Linked DNA regions of Sus scrofa: all the other regions are linked to region 4. The links are chromatin contacts, called in public Hi-C and promoter capture Hi-C maps. All regions are on one chromosome and are shown on one strand. The core of a region is the stretch at or near the end of the contact, and the rest is flanking DNA. Distances in the headings are between cores, read along the strand shown.

Evidence for each region. Promoter capture Hi-C pulls out the DNA fragments that hold promoters and counts their contacts. A called contact is a pair of places that touch in the nucleus more often than the background predicts.
Region 1: a contact with region 4 is called in a Hi-C map of heart right ventricle, with 3 times the contacts expected there. The contact joins the promoter of TMEM57 here to the promoter of MAN1C1 in region 4. A contact is called at or near these places in 2 of 47 Hi-C or Micro-C datasets (heart right ventricle and liver).
Region 2: a contact with region 4 is called in a Hi-C map of liver, with 5 times the contacts expected there. The contact joins the promoter of MTFR1L here to the promoter of MAN1C1 in region 4. A contact is called at or near these places in 2 of 5 promoter capture datasets (fetal liver and liver) and 5 of 47 Hi-C or Micro-C datasets (heart right ventricle, liver, omental adipose tissue and 1 more).
Region 3: a promoter capture Hi-C map of liver shows a contact between it and region 4, with 3 times the contacts expected there. The contact joins the enhancer-like site here to the promoter of MAN1C1 in region 4. A contact is called at or near these places in 1 of 5 promoter capture datasets (liver) and 6 of 47 Hi-C or Micro-C datasets (embryonic fibroblasts, heart right ventricle, liver and 3 more).
Region 5: a contact with region 4 is called in a Hi-C map of liver, with 2.8 times the contacts expected there. The contact joins the promoter of TMEM50A here to the promoter of MAN1C1 in region 4. A contact is called at or near these places in 3 of 47 Hi-C or Micro-C datasets (heart right ventricle, liver and skeletal muscle) and 1 of 2 datasets of contacts at active chromatin or transcription factors (alveolar macrophages).
Region 6: a contact with region 4 is called in a Hi-C map of liver, with 2.1 times the contacts expected there. The contact joins the promoter of SYF2 here to the promoter of MAN1C1 in region 4. A contact is called at or near these places in 3 of 47 Hi-C or Micro-C datasets (heart right ventricle, liver and skeletal muscle).
Region 7: a Hi-C map of liver shows a contact between it and region 4, with 5 times the contacts expected there. The contact joins the promoter of AUNIP here to the promoter of MAN1C1 in region 4. A contact is called at or near these places in 1 of 5 promoter capture datasets (liver) and 2 of 47 Hi-C or Micro-C datasets (heart right ventricle and liver).

What each region holds. Positions count from the first base shown.
Region 1 is chr6:82,932,656-82,935,355 of Sscrofa11.1, reverse strand. It overlaps TMEM57 (transmembrane protein 57), which reads right to left and starts at 1,273. Exons shown (of 11, transcript NM_001038646.1): 1 at 1,165-1,273. The coding sequence starts at 1,244.
Region 2 is chr6:83,264,016-83,266,715 of Sscrofa11.1, reverse strand. It overlaps MTFR1L (mitochondrial fission regulator 1-like), which reads right to left and starts at 1,365. Exons shown (of 7, transcript XM_021095596.1): 1 at 1,227-1,365.
Region 3 is chr6:82,911,156-82,913,855 of Sscrofa11.1, reverse strand. All of the region lies in intron 2 of RHCE (Rh blood group CcEe antigens), which reads left to right. Among named protein-coding and RNA genes, the nearest start is that of RHCE, 13 kb to the left of the region's middle. Within about 2 kb of position 1,410, at least 44 of the 83 cell types and tissues checked have an H3K27ac peak or open chromatin away from gene starts, as enhancers often do. A contact at or near this core is called in embryonic fibroblasts, liver, mesenteric adipose tissue and 2 more, where this site is marked.
Region 4 is chr6:83,088,543-83,091,242 of Sscrofa11.1, reverse strand. MAN1C1 (mannosyl-oligosaccharide 1,2-alpha-mannosidase IC) reads right to left here and starts at 1,301. Exons shown (of 12, transcript XM_021095595.1): 1 at 1-1,301. The coding sequence starts at 256.
Region 5 is chr6:82,860,306-82,863,005 of Sscrofa11.1, reverse strand. It overlaps TMEM50A (transmembrane protein 50A), which reads right to left and starts at 1,321. Exons shown (of 7, transcript NM_001243626.1): 1 at 1,232-1,321. It also overlaps a transcript of RSRP1 not described here.
Region 6 is chr6:82,842,211-82,844,934 of Sscrofa11.1, reverse strand. SYF2 (pre-mRNA-splicing factor SYF2) reads left to right here and starts at 1,451. Exons shown (of 7, transcript XM_021095593.1): 1 at 1,451-1,571; 2 at 1,794-1,904. The coding sequence starts at 1,545.
Region 7 is chr6:83,315,243-83,317,942 of Sscrofa11.1, reverse strand. AUNIP (aurora kinase A and ninein-interacting protein) reads left to right here and starts at 1,301. Exons shown (of 3, transcript XM_013999063.2): 1 at 1,301-1,726. The coding sequence starts at 1,643. It also overlaps the pseudogene LOC110261117.

The DNA.
Region 1 (2,700 bases), core at 24-2,523, 160 kb after region 4:
GACGCTTTTAAACTTGAAATAAATGTTTACATCAGTCAGCTGCTTGCAAAAAGCAATCATTCTATATGTGTAAACAGTAGCCTGTGCAAGGTGTACAGTTATGCTAAGGCAACTTGGGTGTCATCAGCTAACTACTCACATATTTCTCTAAGTCCCAGAGCTAGAAGAGCTAAATTGTAAACCACCACCAGGACTCAATTAAGCCTATATCCACATCCTGAGAGCTCTCCTTTGTAAACTAATTACTTCTCTACTGAAATCATTTCTTTATCAAGGCAAGTATCATTTAGAATCACCATTGTGAGAACCAGCAAATAAGAGTCAAACACAAACGCTGCTTAGGGAAGCTGGGATTGTCATTAAGTTGCTCCATGAACCTGTTGTCCTTCTACCCCTCGGAGTACTGAATTCAATTTCTACTCCAAAAGATAGACACTGCTTTGTTTTAGGAGGATTAAAACAAACAAATCAAAACATGCGAGTTTGGAGAAAATTCCTTTAGAAGGTTCGACGAAAACTACCTGCTTGGGATTGTCAAAATAATGTTGCTGAGAAAATGATCATCACTCCTAAATCTGGAGCGGGGCCACAAGGCATGATTTGGGGTTATCGGCTTCGGCCCTCGGGGCCAAGTTTGAGATCCCAGAAGAGGAATAAAAGGCGAAAGAGGGGCAATGAGGCCACCTGCCCAGGCTGCCCCAGGACCGCGGGGCCGCTGTCTGCTCCCAACTTTGTCAGCCTTCCCCCCACCAGTGTATATGGTCCACGCGCTTCCCAGCTCAGGCTCCTGGGCCAGAGCCGGGCTGGGAGACCAGCGGAGGCCCGTCGGCTCAGGCAGCGGCCCTCGGGGCCCCGCGCGCGGGCGGTGAGGGGGTCGCCGCCCCTCCCCCTCGGTGGAGCCTGGGCGCTCCCAACGGCGGCGAGGCGGCTCCCTCAGCGCGCGCCCGCCGCGCCCTCCCGCCCGGCCGGCGACCCTCGCCACGCCCCGCGCCCCGGGGGTCGACCCCTGCGGGCCCGCCGCGGCCCCCTGGGCAGCGCTCCTCGGGGGAGCCCCAGGCGCGGGCTTGCGGCCTAGTCCGGGTTACATAACGGGGCCCGGCCCCTCCGGAGCCGGCCGGGGGCCGCGGGGCCCGCGCCGGAGGAGGCGGGGGCGCCGCCGCTCACCTGCCGTAGATGCCCTCGGTGATCCGGTTCCGCTTTAGGGGGCGGCGGAGCTTACTGCAGTCGGCGTTCCGCCGCTTCATCCTCCCGCTGGGGGGCCGGGTGCCCGCGCTGCTGCTGCTGCTGCCGCCGCCGCCGTCTCTCACCTCAGCCGCCGCCGCCGCCGCCTCCGCCTGCCCGCCCGCGTCGGGCCTGGACTCTACCCCTGGGCCCGGTCACACAGACATGGAGCCAGCACCCGGGGGGGAGGGGGTGGGACGGGGAGGGGGGGTTTCTGAGCTTCCTCCGCCTTCGGAAACAAAGAAATGACAATTCCGGGGCCCGCCCGCCCCAGCACCAGCCAGCCGCCTGCCCCGCCTCCTCAGCCCTGACGGACGGGCTTCCGGACCAATCGAAGGCGACTCTACACCGCTGTCGCCCAGGGCCCGCTGAGGCAAAACGGACTCTAGAACCCGCCTCTTCGAAGGACAGAAGAATGCGCCAATCATTACGGCGTCTGGGCCCGAGTCTGGGCCTATCAGAAAAGATTTAAATAGAGGCTTATAAATAGGCCCTATAAATATAACATCCTATATTATGCTTTGTTGCGAAGGTACATTTTATTATCGGATTGTGTTTCATTGTATAATAATCCACATTAGAGCATACCGTGCTATTTTCACTGTAGGCTATCACTAGCACTCTGAAATCCAGAGGCCTGGGTTTGCGGCATGTGCTGTTTCTGTGCTGACCTGCGCTCCAGTCAGTCGCATCATTATGTAAGGGGTTCTCAACATCCTCCCCAAGCGGGAGGCGCCGGGGACATCACCGGGAGCATTTTCTGAGGATCCTGGAGCACTCAACCAAGCCGGCCGTGTCTGCGAGCGACCAGGGTACGAATGACAAAGCAAACCGCGCACACACACGGACGCGCGCGCGCACACACACACACACACATACACACACACAGCCTGCCAGCTTCCCGCGACGTGGTGACAGCGCGGCGGCCAATCGAAGGAGGCGCGGGGCGGGGTCGCGGCGGTCCCGCCTCCTGGACCTCGCGTCACAGCGGGCGGGGCCGTGGGTGCGCGCGACGTCCCGCGAGGCTGCTGGGGGTGTGTAGGGCGGTTCGGCTGGAGTTCCACGTCCGCAGGAATGGCTGGGCGGCAGGCTCAGCGGGCACCGCGCCTGCTGGAGCAGGCGAGCGTCCGTGTCGGGAGCATGTTGGTCCCCAGACAGGGGTATGGGGCCGCCGGGATGCCCGACCAGCGACCTTTCTCACCTAAAATTCCTAGAGCTTCGATTTGGTCATGCACTGTGCTGGGTGCTCTACATCTATTTGTTCATTTACTCATTACTCCCCTGCAGCATAGATATAGCAAAATAACAATTAGAAATGGCAGCAAAGATTTTTTTATTGAGAAAGAAAAAGATGAATATATTTCAAAAAGGAATGCATGTCATTAAAGAAAACTGGGGAAATGTAGAAAGTAGATGAAGGGGAAAAAAAACACCCATGAATCTCATCACCTTAACACAAGTACTGTTAGAATTCTGTAT
Region 2 (2,700 bases), core at 116-2,615, 180 kb before region 4:
TGCAGCCACTTCTCCAAACTCACCTCCAAACTCAGTTGGACCTAACCCTCACATAACAGCCAGAGGCATCTTTCTAGAACTCCTGGCTAATCATGTTCCTGTCATGCTTAAAACCCACTGTGCTTGCTAGAGCCAAGAGGATAACATCTAGACTCCTCAGCATGGCTTGCAGGGCCTCGGCAGTCAGGCCCAACCTCATCTTCACCCTTCTCTGTCCTGTCTACCCACTCACCGCATTCATCCTCCAGGGCCTGTCCACTCTGGCCCCCGCACACTTCATAGCCACACCTGCTTTCCCCTTGCCCTCCAACCACACTGGCCCTTCAGCCCTTCGATGGTCTTGTCTACACTATTCCCTCTGCTTCAAACACCAACACCCTCTTCACCAAGTTCATCCTTAATCATTCTTGGAGCTCAGCTCAAGCATCGCCTCCCCTTCCCTGACAGTCACCCCGAGGCACCCTGCGTTTCCTTTGGGGTCCTTCAGCAGTATCTAGGTAACGGTGTGCCGTGAAGTTTGCCCCAAGGGCGACGACTTCCCAGCAGGGCACAGCGCCTGCTCCATACACGGTAGGCACTTGAGCATTTCATTTGTCCAATCGAGAAACGGACGAGAACGCCGAGTTCAACCCTCCACCCCACCCCAAGTGCCCGGCTAGAAGACCCCCCAGCTTGCTGGCCGCGCTGGCCGCGCTGGCCGGCTCCGACCACTTCTGCGCCCCCACAGCCCCTTCCGAGGCTGCCGTCCCAGTGTTTACACACGGCCTCCCGCAGGAGCCGCAGCGCCTCCCGAGCGGGGCCTGGTCCCATCATCCCCGGTCTCCGCCGCGCCGACACTCTGCGCGACCCCAGGGACCTCGCCCGGGACACGCCTCCCCTCCCCCGCAACAGCCCGACCCGACAAGGCCAAGGTCGGCCAAGTTCTTGCCGCAGCTCCGGCGGCCCTTGGACCCACAGGCCCGGGGCCGGGTCCCGGCAGGAGCGAGGGGGCGTCCGAAACGAGCAGCCTCTGGCGCATCTGGGTGACTCCGGCGAGCAACTGCCTCCGGGGACTCCGTTTCCCCCCTGCCGAGTGAGGTGGACAACAGTGGCTGCCGCGAGAACCGGCGCGGGCACCGGAGCCGCGGGCACCGAACGCACAGCGCCTGGCATTCATTAGGCTGCGCGACGGCCGGACCCGGAAAGCCGCGCTTCCACTCTGGGGCGGCACTCGCACCTAGTCTCACCTCAGCCTCCGGCTCAGGACTCTCACCTCACGGCCCCTCCTACCGTAGCGGGCCGCCCAGCCTCTACCACCCTCACTTCCGCTGACCCGCCCCCCGGAAGCGATCCCTTGCAGCTGCGCACCGAGCCGCGGCCCCGCGCGCCCTGGGCAGGCCAGCCGCGGAGGGCGGGGCGGCGGCACGTGCCGATCCCGAGGGCGGAGACAAGCCCCGAGGCCACGCCCCCTGCCGTCCGAGCCTTGGGGAAAGTTGATCCCCGAGGTCCGCCCAGTCGCATCTCCCGCTGGTCTCGGCCTCCTTTCCCTCCTTACCACTCTCCACGCTTAGTCCGGCTCCAACCTCTGGAAAGGGCCTGTGTTGCTGCTTGGCCCCCACATTGATCGGTGTTTGCTCTTCCCAACTGTAGTGCAAACTTCAGAATCCTCCCTCTGGCATCCAAGGCCCCAGATTTAGTGCTTGCTTTGCCCCATCTCGCCCTGGTGGCTTCACAGTTCATACTTCCCAGCCAAGACCCTCTACAGTCTTCTCTGCGGCAAGAATGGGCCTTTCTTCCTCTGACTCTGCTCTCCAGGGCTTTGTAGCTTTCTTCTATTTTAGCAGTTAGGTATATCACAAAGACACACACAGGTATACTCAGTGAGTTGGATGATCAGATGGCTAGACTGGCAAGACACCAGATGCTTTGGGAAAGAGACTCACATTCCTTCCAGACTCACTCACCCACTCCCTCTTTGTGCTCAAAGCCTCAGAGTCCTGGTCTCCATGACATCCAGGCCTGGGTCACATGTCCTCATCTGACCTCAACACGTGGCTGTGCTTGGCTTCCAGGCTATAGTTCTTTGGTTGCAAGTCCTAGCTGCCAGAGACAGACTGGCTTCTTGGGGAGAGAAGCTGTGCATTCACACAGGCCTCACGCTCAGACTAATTGGTGCCTGCTGTTGCCCTCTTGAAATTAACAACAATTTTTTTTTTTTTTCAACAAAGGCCCTGCGTTTTCATTTTGCACTGATCCTGTAAACTCTGTAGCTGGCCGTGGTCAGAGACGGTGTCCACCCTGATCCCACCATATTTTAAATGATGAAATTTGGCTTCCATTTCCAACCCTCTTTCCAGGATGACAAACATGCTTTAACCATTACTTTCCTGTCCTGGGCAATGGCAGATCTTGCGAATTCGCTCTAGTTGCCTTTCCTTGGTGTGACAGATGCTATCTTGGTTCTTCATGAAGATCCCTTTTACCCAACCAGTGAATCATCCCCCAGCAACTCTACTGGCTGCTCACAGCTGCCCCATTTTCCAGAAAATTGCCCTTGCAGGAGGGAGAATGGAAGCCCTAACCTGGGAAGTTACTCTACCCCATAAGCCAATGACTACTAAAGGGTACAAGAGGCCAGTTTGGATGGCAGTGTGGGTTATGCTCCAGAGCCCTGCACCAGCAATCTGGCCAAGACTTGGCTCTGAGACTCGATCTCTGCTC
Region 3 (2,700 bases), core at 161-2,660, 180 kb after region 4:
TCAGTCCTCAAATGCTGGTGGACAAAAGAGCTATCCAAGTTAAATGAACTTTGATCTATTTAGCTAGCTTTGCAAGAAATTCTAAGAACTAGCCAAATTAACTTGTGTTACCAGAAGTCAGAATAATGGTTACCTGGGCAAGGTGTTCATTGATTAAGAAGGGGCCCAAAAGAAGCTTATGGGGTTCAGTAAACATTCTCTCTGTTACCCTGGGTGATGGTTACACAAGAGTACATGTGTACATATACACACATATATACATGCATGTCATTATACATACATGGATGCTATGGATCCGGTGTTGCTGTGAGCTGTGGTGTAGGTTGCAGACTCGGCTCGGATCTGGTGTTGCTGTGACCGTGGTGTAGGCTGGCAGCTATAGCTCCTATTAGACCCCTAGCCTGGGAATCTCCATATGCCTCAGGTGCGGCCCTGAAAGGACAAATGACAAAAAAAAAAAAAAAAAATCGTTTTTTGATTTTATCCAATTCTGAATCCCTATCTTGCCCAGATGATGGTAAATCCCATCTCAGGTGTCTTGGGGACCCCATCACGTTTCCAGGCCACTCTACCTTCCCCTCTGGGCACTGCTGCTGAACACCCTTCCATGAGCCAGGCTCTGTGCTGTGTTTGTAAAGTCACAAACATTATTTGTTTAACCCTTCTGAGTAGGGGGTCTGAACTAAATGCTCAGAGATCCTAAGACATTTGCCTGGGATCACACACCCAGCTGCGTGGTGGACATGGCTTCAGTTTTAACTCTCTGTAACCTTCCCCACACACTCCAGAGTGATCATGACAAGAAACATAATCTAGCCAGCTCCCTACTAGCCCAGAAACAAACTCCACCCGAGCATGATAATGTGAGAAAAAAGAATGTGTACATGTATGGTGACTAGGTCACCATGCTGTACAGTAGAAAATTGACAGCACACTGTAAACCAGCTATAATGGGGAAAAAAATCATTATATAAAAGAAAAAAAAATAAAACCACTTTAGAGCTGATCCCCATGGGGATTCAATAACCGCCCCCAGTAACCGCCCAGGAAGTGACAAAGGGCACTCTGGGGGAGCTCTGACAGGATGGGCCTCAGCTCAAGGCCACACATGCCTTTGGCCTCCTGCACTAAGTTTCCAGACATTTCCAGGCTGCCCTCTTCTGACATCCTGCCTGCAGGGATCCGTTTGCTCTTGACTCAATCTGGAAAGACAAGCAGAGGCCATTTATGGCCTGAGTGAACGCCCCTGTCCCGCCCTGACCACGTGGGTCCTCCCAGCTGTGACCCCCAGAAGGACTGGCCCCACAGATTTGAACAATGGGCTCCTTCCTGGCCTTTCCTGCTCTGGCTGGGCTGGTGGGCGGTGCCCGGGCTCACCTCCCAGACAGGCCCTCTCCCTCCCCCGTGGCCTCACCCACACCATGCGGCCTGACTTGGCACCGCCTTGGTTCTGCCTTGAGTCACCGACGACCAGTCCCTGCACGGCAAAGGCCTGTCTTATTCAGCTTTGTTTTCCTCACCTAGTAAGGACTTAGTGAATGGTTGTTGGAACAAAGATGAAAATAAAAAGAACCCTAGAAGGTGTGATGTTTTTCATGCCTTATGTTGAAAGGCCCAGGAGGGTCTGTCATAGCAATAACCAGCCCCCTTATTGGGCTTAACTCACTTTGCCCTCCCAACAGCTCTGTAAGCCTTGCCCCTGCCTCACAGATGAGGATGCTGAAACACAGAGTGGTGAAGTATTTGGCTCAAGACCACACAGCCAGGAAGTGGCTGGGTCAGGATTGCAACCCAGGAAGCCCAGACAGAGGCGGGTCCTAAGTCCTGTACTTCACGTTCTCCACACCGCCCTGATCCCATCTGGCCCCTGGGGGGCTGCAATCTCGCCACTGGCACACAATCTCTTGAATTAGACCTTTGCCAGTTAAATGAGCACTCCCCCAAAGGTATCACCTGACCAGCCACGGCAAAACACGGGGTGACCCTCCAGTCCAAATAAGTCCTGGTACCTGGGAGGCTTCTTCCCCATATCCTTCCCTGCAAAGTGCCTTAAGCAAGACACAGCATTGGCAGCCAACACCGGGAAGGCCGGATCCAAACTTCAGAGCACAGGCTTTGGATCCAGGGCAACTGGGTAGGTTTAAGCCTCACATTTGTCATTAACGAGCTATGTGGCCATTACCCAAAAAGTGACTCCTTCTCTTTTCAATGTCCTCTCCTATAGAATGGAGGTGCCAAATGGTACCCTAGCACCATTTACAGAGGGTTCCTTGGTTTCAAATATAAACGACCTGATGGATTTGCAAGTCTGTTGAACACAAAGCTGAATAGATGATGATGGTGATAGCAGTGGTCGTGGTTTGTCATCAACTCCCAGGGGGAAAGGTGCCCAGAAGAGGGTCAGTTTAACAACCATGGATTGTCTGGCTCCGTGCCACCTCCCCCAGGAAGCCCTCCCTGATGAGTCCAGTTTACAGTGCTCTCTCCCTCCAGTGACCCCCTCTCGCCTCGTGATATCACAGATGGTCTGAATCGACTGGGTCGTGATGTCAGCCTTGTCACCCCGGTTGAATCATAAATGCCTTGAAAACGAAAAGCGTTTTCTCCTTCAGAATCCCCACCCTAAGCTTGCTCATTCGTCAAGAGAAGGAGGAATCCGTAATAGTCCTGAGTTAGCTCTCTGTGCCCGTCATGGTGTGC
Region 4 (2,700 bases), core at 52-2,551:
GGGCCGGGTTGGGAGGTGACTCCGGCTCGCGGGCCAGAGAGTGGCCGGCGACTTGGGCCACTGCCTCCATGCCGGGCTGCTGGGTCCGGGGGGCCAGGAAGAGGCGCTTGAGGCGAGAAGAGTTGGGCAGCAGGAAGAGGGCCCCGAAGCACAGGGTGATGAGGCCGGAGAGGAAGAGAAGGAAGAGGAACTTCTGCGGCAGCCGCAGCCCCCACGAGGAGGCCGGGACGAAGCCGGGCACTTTCCTCATGAGCATCGTGGCCGGGCACAGGGCTAGGGACAGTCAGCTCCAGCCAGGCCCCTGAGGCCCTTGGAGTCCAGGCACTTGTCAGCTGGGGGCTCGGGGAGAGTAGGTCGTCGAGGAGCGTCTCTCGGGGTGGGTGTCCCTGAGAGCTTCGCCTCTCGGGGACGGCTCCTGAAGTTCAGGGAGTTTGGGGCGCGTCCTCCCGCGCCGGGGTGGGGGCGCAGCGACCTCGGCGGGGCCCGGGCGAGCGAGGCGGCGGGGCCCGGGCCCGCAAGGGTCGGCCGCCTGCCGCAGCCCTTTCTCCGGCCGCCGCTCAGCCCCTCCTCGCAGCGGCCGGAGCTCCCGGGGCCCGCGCCTTCCCGCGCTGCGGCCGCCGCCGGGGCCGTCACATGCCGTCCACGGCGCCCACGCTGTTGGCGCGGAGGGGAGCCCGCAGGCCTCGTCCCCGCGCCGAGCCGCCCTCAACCCCTCGGCCCAAAGTTTTAGCCTCAGAAGCAGTTTCCAGAAGGGGCCACCTTCTGGGGGCGAAGCGGCAGCGGGGCTGGAGTGTCAGTGGCGCTCAGAGAGCGCGCCGGCCCAGCCGGGTCGCGGCAGTGCCGGGGCTCGGCTAAGGGGACGCGTCCACAACTTTGCTCCGCCGCGGAGCGGGCGCCGGCGAGCGGGAGCAGACACTTCGGAGCCTGCAGGGGTAGGGGCTTCCCGGGTCCCCAGGAGCAGAGGGATGCCCGAGCCCTGGTCCGGTGCCCGGCACCGTCCGCGACCAGCCGCGGCGGGGCGGCTGCAGCTGCGCCCGGGAGTGCGAGCTCCCGCCCCGCCAACTCGGTGGGGCTCCGGGTTCCTGCTGGGATCACCTGTTCCCGGTCCCCGCCGGCTCCGCGGAGCGCGCAGTCCCGGCTGCGCCTCCCCCGCTGCAGCTGGCCTCCTCTCAGCGGCCGCTCCAGACGGGCCGCTGCAGCCGCAGGCTGAGCCTCCTCCACCGCCGCCGCCGCCGCCGCCGCCACCGCCGGCGCCGCCGCTGCCGAGCCTGCGCCCCACAGGCGCGCACACCGCCCGGACGCCCCCGCCGCTGCCGCCGCAGCTCCGGCTTTCACTGAGACAGCACCCTCGGCCCCGCCTCCCGTCGGGCCACGCCCTCGGGCCACGCCCACTGCGCGCGTCCCGCGGTCCACCACCGCCGCGGCGCCGCAGCCAGGCCAATGGCCTCGCGGCTGGAGTAAGGAGTGCAGGGCCTGAGCCCGGGTGGGGAGAGGAGCTGGGACTCCAAGCCACGCCCCCTTCCTCAAAGGGCCGGCGCCGAGCACACTACCCCCACCCCCACCCCGCCCCATCCCGCCGGCACCAATGGTCCAGTTGCGCGGGGTTGGCGAGGGCGGGGGTGGAGAGCGGAGCGAGGTCATTGGCTGCCTCGGAGGGATCCCCGTTGGGCCGCAGTCGCCCATTGGTTAGTGCCCAGCATTCTCTGGACTGGGAGAGACCGAGACACCGCCTCCCACCCTTGTCCCCGCCCTCGCCGCTACAGTTGTCGGTCCCCCGGAGGGGGCACGAGCCCCAGCTGGTCTGGAGGGTTCTCGTAGTGGTTTGGTAATCTCACTCACCCCTCTGTGCCAGTCCGGGATTGGCGGGGAGCTGGAGGCCTGCCCAGGGAACCCGAGAGCTTCCGCAGGGGCGGCCGTGGTGCTGCTGTGGCAGGCTGTGAGGAAGGGCTGGCTGGAGCCAAGCCAACCCGGCGGTTGGGCCGGGCTAAGGCAGTGTTTCCACTAGACCCCCTCCCGCAGACCACAACTCTGCCTTCCTTTTCCCACAGCCCCAAACCAGGCCGGCCCCCTGGGTAGGGCAGATAAAGAAGCTAACCGCAGCGGTGCCAGAGCAAGGAAGGAGAAGGAACCTTGGTCATGTGCGCAGAAGACCATACACATCAGGTGATGTGCGTACCCAGATGCCTGCGTGTGTTTATGTGCACATGTGTGCTCCAGTGCATAGACATGGATGCACTCAGAGATTGCATGTGGGTGTGTACCTGCACACAAACATACACTTAATTTAGGTATGGACGCCAAGTGATTTTCCAAAGTACATGAAGACATATCAGTACAAGTACTGACATGCACAAACTCAGACACACAATAGATAGGTTCAAAAACATGCACTTATACACACAGTCAGGCTTATATTCCTAGACACAGGTGTATCTCAACCCCAAGACCCTCACACCTTCCTTCCAGGATTCAATTCTCTCTGCATCTTCCCTTTCTGTTAAACCAAACCCAAGGCAGAGAAACATTGTGTTGTGTGGGTCTTTCATGCAAGACACTTTATAGAGACAAATAGCAGAGGGAGAGACAAATTAAGAGGTGTAATAGGCAAGAGGGAAAATATCTGCTTTCAGCTGTAATTTAAAATGAAATGCAGTGTTGATGAGACAGAAAATACTGCAGGGAGGCCTTTGCTACAGAAGA
Region 5 (2,700 bases), core at 72-2,571, 230 kb after region 4:
GGATAACAACTACATAAAACATTCCTTTGAACTGGGCTATACAGACCTGGTCTGAGACATATCCATATTATCACTATTTCAGAATATGAAAAAGTTTGCATTAAGTCTAACTTGTTAATAATCAAGCCAACTGGAGCTCCCGCGGAGGTGCAGCAATAACCAACCCTGGGAACTTCCGTATGCCAAGGGCACAGCCCTAAAAAGACCAAAAATAGTAAGAATAATCAAACACCCAAACTCCCGCAGCTAATTTTAACCGTCCGTGAAGCTAATCTGTAGCCAGCAATCATGGTTGCCCAAAAACACATCCTAAAAAAGAGCAATGAATCCAGCTGGAGCCTCCCTTTTAAAAATTAGACACTATATTGGAGTTCCGTTGTGGCTCAGTGGTTAATGAATCGGACTAGGAACCATGAGGTTGCAGGTTCGATCCCTGGCCTCGCTCAGTGGGTTAATGATCCGGTGTTGCCATGAGCTGTGGTGTAGGTCACAGACACTGCTCGGATCCTACATTGCTGTGGCTGTGGTGTAGGCTGGCGGTTACAGCTCCAATTAGACCCCCTAGCCTGGGAACCTCCATATGTTTTGGGAGCGGCCCAAGAAAAGACAAAAATAAATAAATATAAAAATTAGACACTATAAAAATTAAATATTAAAAACCGTGATTATAACTAGTGTTAATATGCCTTTAAGACAAGTCCAATGTTGAAAATTCACTCTTTTTATTCCTCCCTGGGAGGAAAAGCAATCAGTATGTTATTTTCGGTTCACTCCAGTGACCCCGCCCCAAACCATTTGTCTACGGTTAATTACCCGCACACTCAGGCCCAAACTCCGCCCTCCAGGCTCTGGGGATTTCAGGTGTAGAGTGGACTGGGACTGGGAAGAAGCGGGAACTAGTTCTAGCTCGGCCCCCTCCCTCGCTGAGTGAACCCGCAGGCTTACACTCCCTTCCGGAGTGTCAGTTCGCCCTAAAGGGGGGCATGGTGATTTTCAGGGATCCTGTGACGTCCTCGGGGAAGGCACGGTCGCCCCCTCCCGCCGCGGGTGGGACACGGGTGGGCAGGAAGTGGCCAGGAAGGGTCCAGGAAGGCACAGCCTGAGCCTACAGCTTCCCAGAGGGTGGGACGCAACGACCTGGTCAGCATCGGCCGGGCAGACAGTCCCGGGTCCGCACTTCATCCGGCCTGCGGCAGTGCCTCTCTTTCCCCCACTCCCGCCTGGCACTTACGTCCAGCCCCGCCCGTGCAGTCGGTCCGGAACCCGGTGTTGCCCCGCGCGGGGTTGCCCCACTTCCCCAGTTCCAGCCAAGAAAGCAAAACAGCCACAGGCCGCCGGATACCCGGATCGAACAGCACCGCCCCCGGGGCAGGAATGCGCATGCGGCTCCGGGCGTAGGAAGAGGCCTGGGAAGGAAGGAAGATGGGCTCAGAAAGAGCCAGAGAGCCACGCCCACCACGCCGGTGTCTCTGCGCATGCTCGGAACGCGCCAGCTCTAGGGCCTATCCGCTGCGCTCTGTCCACAGCTGGATGTCGGAAATGGTAGTTGCGTGCAGCTTTCAAGGGTAGGTGTGAGAAGTTGCTCTTTGCTTTCAAAAGAAGGCGTTTGCTTGGGCTTTATATCCAGTCTTCAGAGAGGTGATTATTCTTCTAGTGCTGGAGCCCGTTCCGTAGTTGTCTCAGGTGCGGTGCAGAAGGTAGATCTGGCCCAACAGCTCTAATCCGGTTTTTAAGTCTTGTTTAAAATTTTTCTCAGAGCCGCCCCCGCCCTCGCGGAAACTTTGCATCTATAAGGGGCGGTTCCCGGAAGGCGGGTAACGCCGAGTTCTGCTAGCCTGCTACTTGGGAGACCCAGGTGCGTCCCGGCGCGGTGACCCACTTCTAGGAGTTGACGTTTTTTTCAGTTTGCTTGAAGGTAGGGTTTCTGAGCCTAGGTATTACTGACGTTTGGGACCAGACAATTCGGGGGGGAGGGCCTCTGTCCCGTGCTGCTGTAGCATGATTAATCTGCATCACCCGCTTTCCTCCACTTATAACAACCAAAAATGTCTCCAGACTGCCAAACACTCGCCCCTGGGGAAAAGCGACCGGCTTGAGAACCAATGTTTAGGAGATAATCTGGATTCTGAAGAAGTGACCCTTTTCACAGCCGGAGGCAATGGTGTCAGCTAAGAGAATGACTTGTGGCTGGGATCGTCCCTTCCAAGAAGCTCTCGGTCGCATTCCAGCGTCTCGGTGGAGTCGATGGTGGTACAAGAGTCATAGCCCGCTCCGGAGAAGAGGCAAGTCACAGTCTCGTTCCTGAAGGCGCCAGAAGAGAAATTACAGGCGCCGCTCGCTATTCTGCTGGAGGTACCTCTCTCAGGAAAGGTCGTATTACAGAAGGGCCTCTTTGATCACGCGCAGGCGATAGCACTAGGTCTTTTACCCTGTGGTGTATCCGAAAGAACAGAGCACCTGGAGGGAGAGATCCAGGAAGAGGTCGCGGAGCAGAACCCGGTTTCACATAAGTAAAAGAGGTTAGGAAGGTTTTTTTTGTCGCTAAGAGAGGCGCACAGGTTCACCTCTTTTACATGTAGGGGTATATGTATGAGTAGACGAGGAAACCAAGGTTTTTGTGTCGTTTAATTTCTTTGATTTCTTTTGATGTATGAAATCTCCAGCTTTGGGTGAGGGATGGGCATTAGGTGATTAGTAGAC
Region 6 (2,724 bases), core at 202-2,701, 250 kb after region 4:
TTCTCGTTTTCACTCCTTCCTGCTGCAGTACAAATCCTAATAAAAGTCATGCCTGAATTTCTCATCTGTCCTCTTATCAATTTCTACTGATTACACAGTCTAAGAACCCTGGTCATTAATACTACCCGCAATATTTGTTTTGTTGTTGGTTGTTTTGGTTTTTTTTAGGGCCGCACCCAAGGCATTGGAGGTTCCCAGGCTAGGGGTCCAATCGGAGTTACAGCTGCTGGCCTATATACCACAGCTCACGGCAACACCAGATCCTTAACCCACTGAGTGAGGCCAGGGATCGAACCCGTGTCCTCATGGATACTAGTTGGGTTCGTTAACCTCTGAGCCACGACGGGAACTCCGAACTTAAAGATTTTTGTCATGGTATTTTCCAGTTCCAAAAAACAAAAACAATAACCCACTGAGATTCTGACAGAATAACATCACATTTATACTGAGATACCCTTGTACTATTATGTTTATATTTTGTCTTCCAACCAGAAATCCCTTCGTTATTAATGGAAATTTAACTTTTTTTTTTTCTTCTGTCTTTTTGCATTTTCTTGAGCCACTCCTACGGCATATGGAGGTTCCCAGGCTAAGGGTCTAATCGGAGCTGTAGCCACCAGCCTATGCCAGAGCCACAGCAACGCAGGATCCGAGCTGTATCTGCGCCCCACACCACAGCTCACGGCAATGCCGGATCCTTAACCCACTGAGCAAGGCTGGGGAACGAACCTGCAACCTCATGGTTCCTAGTGAGATTCGTTAACCATTGCGCCACGGCGGGAACTCCCTGGAAATTTAACTTTCTGTATTTCAAATTATTTCATTTCTTTCTTCCGGCTATCATTCAAATCTTATATCTAGGTATCTTTTCATTTGGAGGATTACTTTTTCATTTCCACCTCTAATTAAGTTTTAGTGAAGAAAAAATATTTTCGTATATTCCTCCTGTTTCCAGAATCTTACCGAATTATATTAATATCTTCAACTCTTATTAATTCTGGCTCAGTCTCCCTGCTAGGCACGGAAGAAGGAACAGGACGGGACAGGCCCTGCTCTCCTGCAGTTTATAACGTTGGGGGAAAAGAAAAAAGAACAGATGAGAAAAATATCTTAAAATACTGCCATATGACGGTCCCTAGGGCCTACGCGAAACAGCGTCGTCAGGGAAGACCTGCTTCGGAGGAGGTGACACGGAAGCTAAGCGCTAAAGGGAAAGCCCTTTCCGTTGAAGAGTACAATACACAGTTGAGGCGACTTTGCACCGTACCCCCATTAGGCCATTCCTACCCAGTCAATCTTTCCGCAACACTTCACACCCTTTTCCAACTCGCCCCTCCCCGTCCCCGGGCCTTTTGCGGCTGCGCAAGGCCTTGCCCAATAGAAAACCTCTCACGTCTGAAAGAGGCAAAGATTCGTCCCAATTGCCTGAGGCTTCCTGGAAGGGGCGGGACTTACGCTAGTTACTAACCTGTACTGACGCGGCAGTCCAAAGGCTGGCGGAAGTGCTCCGAGTTGTTGCCGGAAGTGGGAAAGGAAAGGCTGTAATGGCGGCTGCTACTCTGGTCGAGAAGGTAAGTGACGCCGGCCTTACCCAGGGGTTTTAGTTAGGGCGCCGGTGGTTGGCAAGGGCGAGAGGTGGAGGAGATGCTTGTGTTTCAGACTAGGAAAGTACAGCTACTGTGGGGTCTGGGTCGGCTCTGAGCTTCCGGCCTGGTGGGACTTGTGGGGAATCGCTTGGGCCTTCCGGGAAGAAGTCGAACTGGCCCCACTCTAGCCTGTCCTCCTCGCTGTAGGTGCCGGGGAACGGCGCAGAAGAGCAGCAGCCCCCACTGGGGCCCGAGGAGCTAGCCGCCCAGAAGCGCGAACAGAGACTGCGCAAATTCCGGGAACTGCATCTGAAGCGGGTGAGTAGCCAGAGAGGCCCGCTGAGACCTTTTACCCGGCCGGGGCCGTGCGCGTTTCTGGAGGGACGAGGAGGCCGCGCCCGCGCGTGTGACAGGCCCGCAGGGCAGGATAAAAGTTCCGTTCCGGTAGTTCTCAACCCTCGCAGTACATTGGAGTCACTTTTGGAAAGGGACATGCTCTCTCCAGCCCTCCTCCCACCCACATCTGTTTTAACTTAGTTGGGCTGGTTTGGGCATTTATCTTACTAACAACCTCCCTGCTGTGTGATTTGTATAAACTCTTCATTGTATCTAGGGAAATATATATGGAAGAAACTCGTCCATGTTAGCAAGAGTTGGTTGTCGCTTCATTGAAAAGTACTCAGCAAATCTCGGAAAGTCTGTAGGGTCAGTAGTTCAGCTAGTTGGTGGGGAACCAGATGAGTAAGATAAGGCCTCTGTTCTTAAGTCGAGGAGAGAATTTTCTGGCTAGAAATTACACTGTTGTTAAAAAATTATATTGTAAATATTGTTAAAAAATATATGTTGTAAAATTGAGATAGGAACAAAGAACCTTGGGAGTGCAGAGGAGGAGATATTGTTGCAGTTTGGGGGACCTCAGGGAGTGTCTCCTATAAGAGATGACACCTAAACTACTGCTTGAAAGATGAGTAAGATATTAACATAAAAATGAAATGTCCAAAATATTTACACAAAGGCGGAGTTCCCATTGTGGCTCAGTGGTTAACAAATCCGTCTAGGAACCAAGAGGTTGTGAGTTTGATCCCTGGCCTTGCTCAGTGGGTTAAGGATCTGGCGTTGCCCTGAGCTGTGGTGTGGG
Region 7 (2,700 bases), core at 52-2,551, 230 kb before region 4:
CCCAAATTAAAAGAATGTGGGAGTTCCCGTCGTGGCGCAGTGGTTAACGAATCCGACTAGGAACCATGAGGTTGCGGGTTCGATCCCTGCCCTTGCTCAGTGGGTTAATGATCCAGCATTGCCGTGAGCTGTGGTGTAGGTTGCAGACGCGGCTCGGATCCTGCGTTGCTGTGGCTCTGGCGTAGGCCGGTGGCTACAGCTCCGATTCAACCCCCAGCCTGGGAATCTCCATATGCCGCGGGAGCGGCCCAAGAAACAGCAACAACAACAACAACAAAAGACAAAAAAGACAAAAAGACAAAAAAATAAAAAATAAAAAATAAAAGAATGTGTTTAAATATATACTTTGACAAAGATTTCAATTTTGGACTTTCAATCAAGGATCTTTATGTTAACTTTTTATAATGTTGTTATATGTTAATGTTTACACTATTGCCATTTCCACAGTACACAAGCAATATAGATCAATATATGTACAGTGAGGGAAATTAGGAAGTACAGGTAAGCAAAGCAAAAAAAAAAAAAAAAAATCCTGGATGAAAAAAAAGTAACACTCCATTGCTAAAATAACCTGTTATATATATTACATCTATAGAGATTGTGGTTACAGATAAAAGAAGGATGGATGGGTTACCAGCGTTTTTTGCATTTCTGAAGAGCTTTCAGAATATACAAAATACTTTCACAAAACTTAATCTTTAAAATCCAACGCCATAGAGTAAGTGGTGAAAGCAGGACTGAAAGCTAGTTCCTGACTCCAAATTTTTAGTTTTCATTCTCCTTAACGTTTTCTAAATCCTCTCCCATGTGGTTTCATAGTTAAACTTTTTTTTTGTTTTGAATTACAAAAGTAATCCATTTAGGGTAGTCTTGAGGACCCCAGCTTTGGAGTTGGAGGACCAGAGCTTCAGCTCCTCCTCTTCCTTTTGAGATGTTCTTGAAGATTCACCTGTGAGACATGGCAAACTCTGAGCCCTGATGGTTATAAGAAAGTGCAACTAACTCAGCAAAAAGAAAACGCGCATTCCTTGTGCAACGTCGGGAACACGTTCATATAGCACAGTTTCAGAATACAATTCTTTTTTTTTTTTTGGTGCTTCTTAGGGCCGGACCGAAGGCATATGGTGGTTCCCAGTCTAGGGATCAAATCGGAGCTATGGCCCCGGCCACAGCCACAGCCACCCTGGATGCGAGCCGCATCTGCGACCTACACCACAGCTCACACCACAGCTCACAGCAACGCCGGATCTTTAACCCACTGAGTGACGCCAGAGATCGGACTGCGTCCTCACGGATGCTCGTCACATTCGTTTCCGCTGAGCCAGGAAGGGAACTCCCGGAGTACAACTCTTGAATGAGAAATCCGTAAAGAACGCGCCTTGGTAACTGGAAAGGCTCACGACGAATCAGATCTGTTGAGGTGGTAGTGAAGGTATCCATCCCATTGGGCTTAGGAGAGGGGCGGAGCCTGAGCTGGGGCGGAGCTGACGCTGGGGGCGGTGCCTGCGCCGGGCGGACGCGCCGTTGCTCCACCCCCAGCGTTGGCGCGAGATCTAAACTTCGGCGGGGTCTGTTATGGTGGTTCCCTAAGGCGGCCTGAGACTCAGCGGTGAGTTGCTTCGGCTTGTTCTCTTCACCGGCCATGAGGCGGAGAGGCCCGGAGGAGGAGGAGGAGGCCTGCGGCGTGTGGCTGGACGCGGCGGCGCTGAAGAGGCGGAAAGCGCAGGTGGGGTGTCGGGGCCAGAGGGGTTGGTGGGGAGGGTTTGGGGCCCCGAAGGCATGAGAAGGGAGGAGTTTGGGGGGGACAAGAAGGTGATGGGGGTAAAGTCGGGGGCCGAGTCGGAACAACTTTGGAAGTTTAGGGGAGAGAGGGATTGGAGTCTGAAGAAGGTTGAAAAGCAGGGTTTGGGAGGAGTGAAGAGAAAATGGGGGCGGAAGGCAGGCAGGCCGTGGAGGGATGTGGAGACCCTGGGGCAGCGAAGTTTCGAGGTGAGGGGAGAAGGTGGAGGGAAAATTTGCCCGGAAGAGCGTAATGGAGCAGACTCCTTAGGAGCTCACAGCCCCTACGGGACGGTAGCTGAGGATGAAGTGTGGAGGGCTGGCTGCTTATGCAAACTTGGCTAGTTCTTGCCCTGTGGGTCCCTCCTTGCCAGGTTGCCGGCCATTTACCTGCCCAGAACTTGTAAACTGTAGGGGGTAAAAAATAGATGAGACTGGAAGGGGAGCTGGCCTGATATTTATTGAGCATCCTCTGGGTGCCAAAAATACTGTGTTAAGTATTTAATGTGTATTATATGTAGCATCTCCCTTAGCGGAATAAGGAAACGCAGGTGAGGTAATTAACCCAGGTTCACCCAACTAGGAGAATTGAAAATTACACCCAGGTTTGGCACATATGCAAGAGTCTCTGTTAGTTATTACAGAAAAGCAAAAGGATGCTATAATAGTTCATGTTTATTGAGCATTTTAAGCTGGAGATTGTGCTATTTCAGATGAATTACCTTGTTTGGTACTCATCTACACAGTAGTGATATAATGATATTCATTTTACACTTGAAAAATAGCTTCAAAACAGACCCTAAGGGCAGGATTCTTCCTCAAGTTTATTACAGTCTTGTGGGGGAAGAAAACAGATGTATACATAATAGCAATATGTAATTTATTGAGTGCTTACTATGTGTCAGGCACTTTGCTGGTATA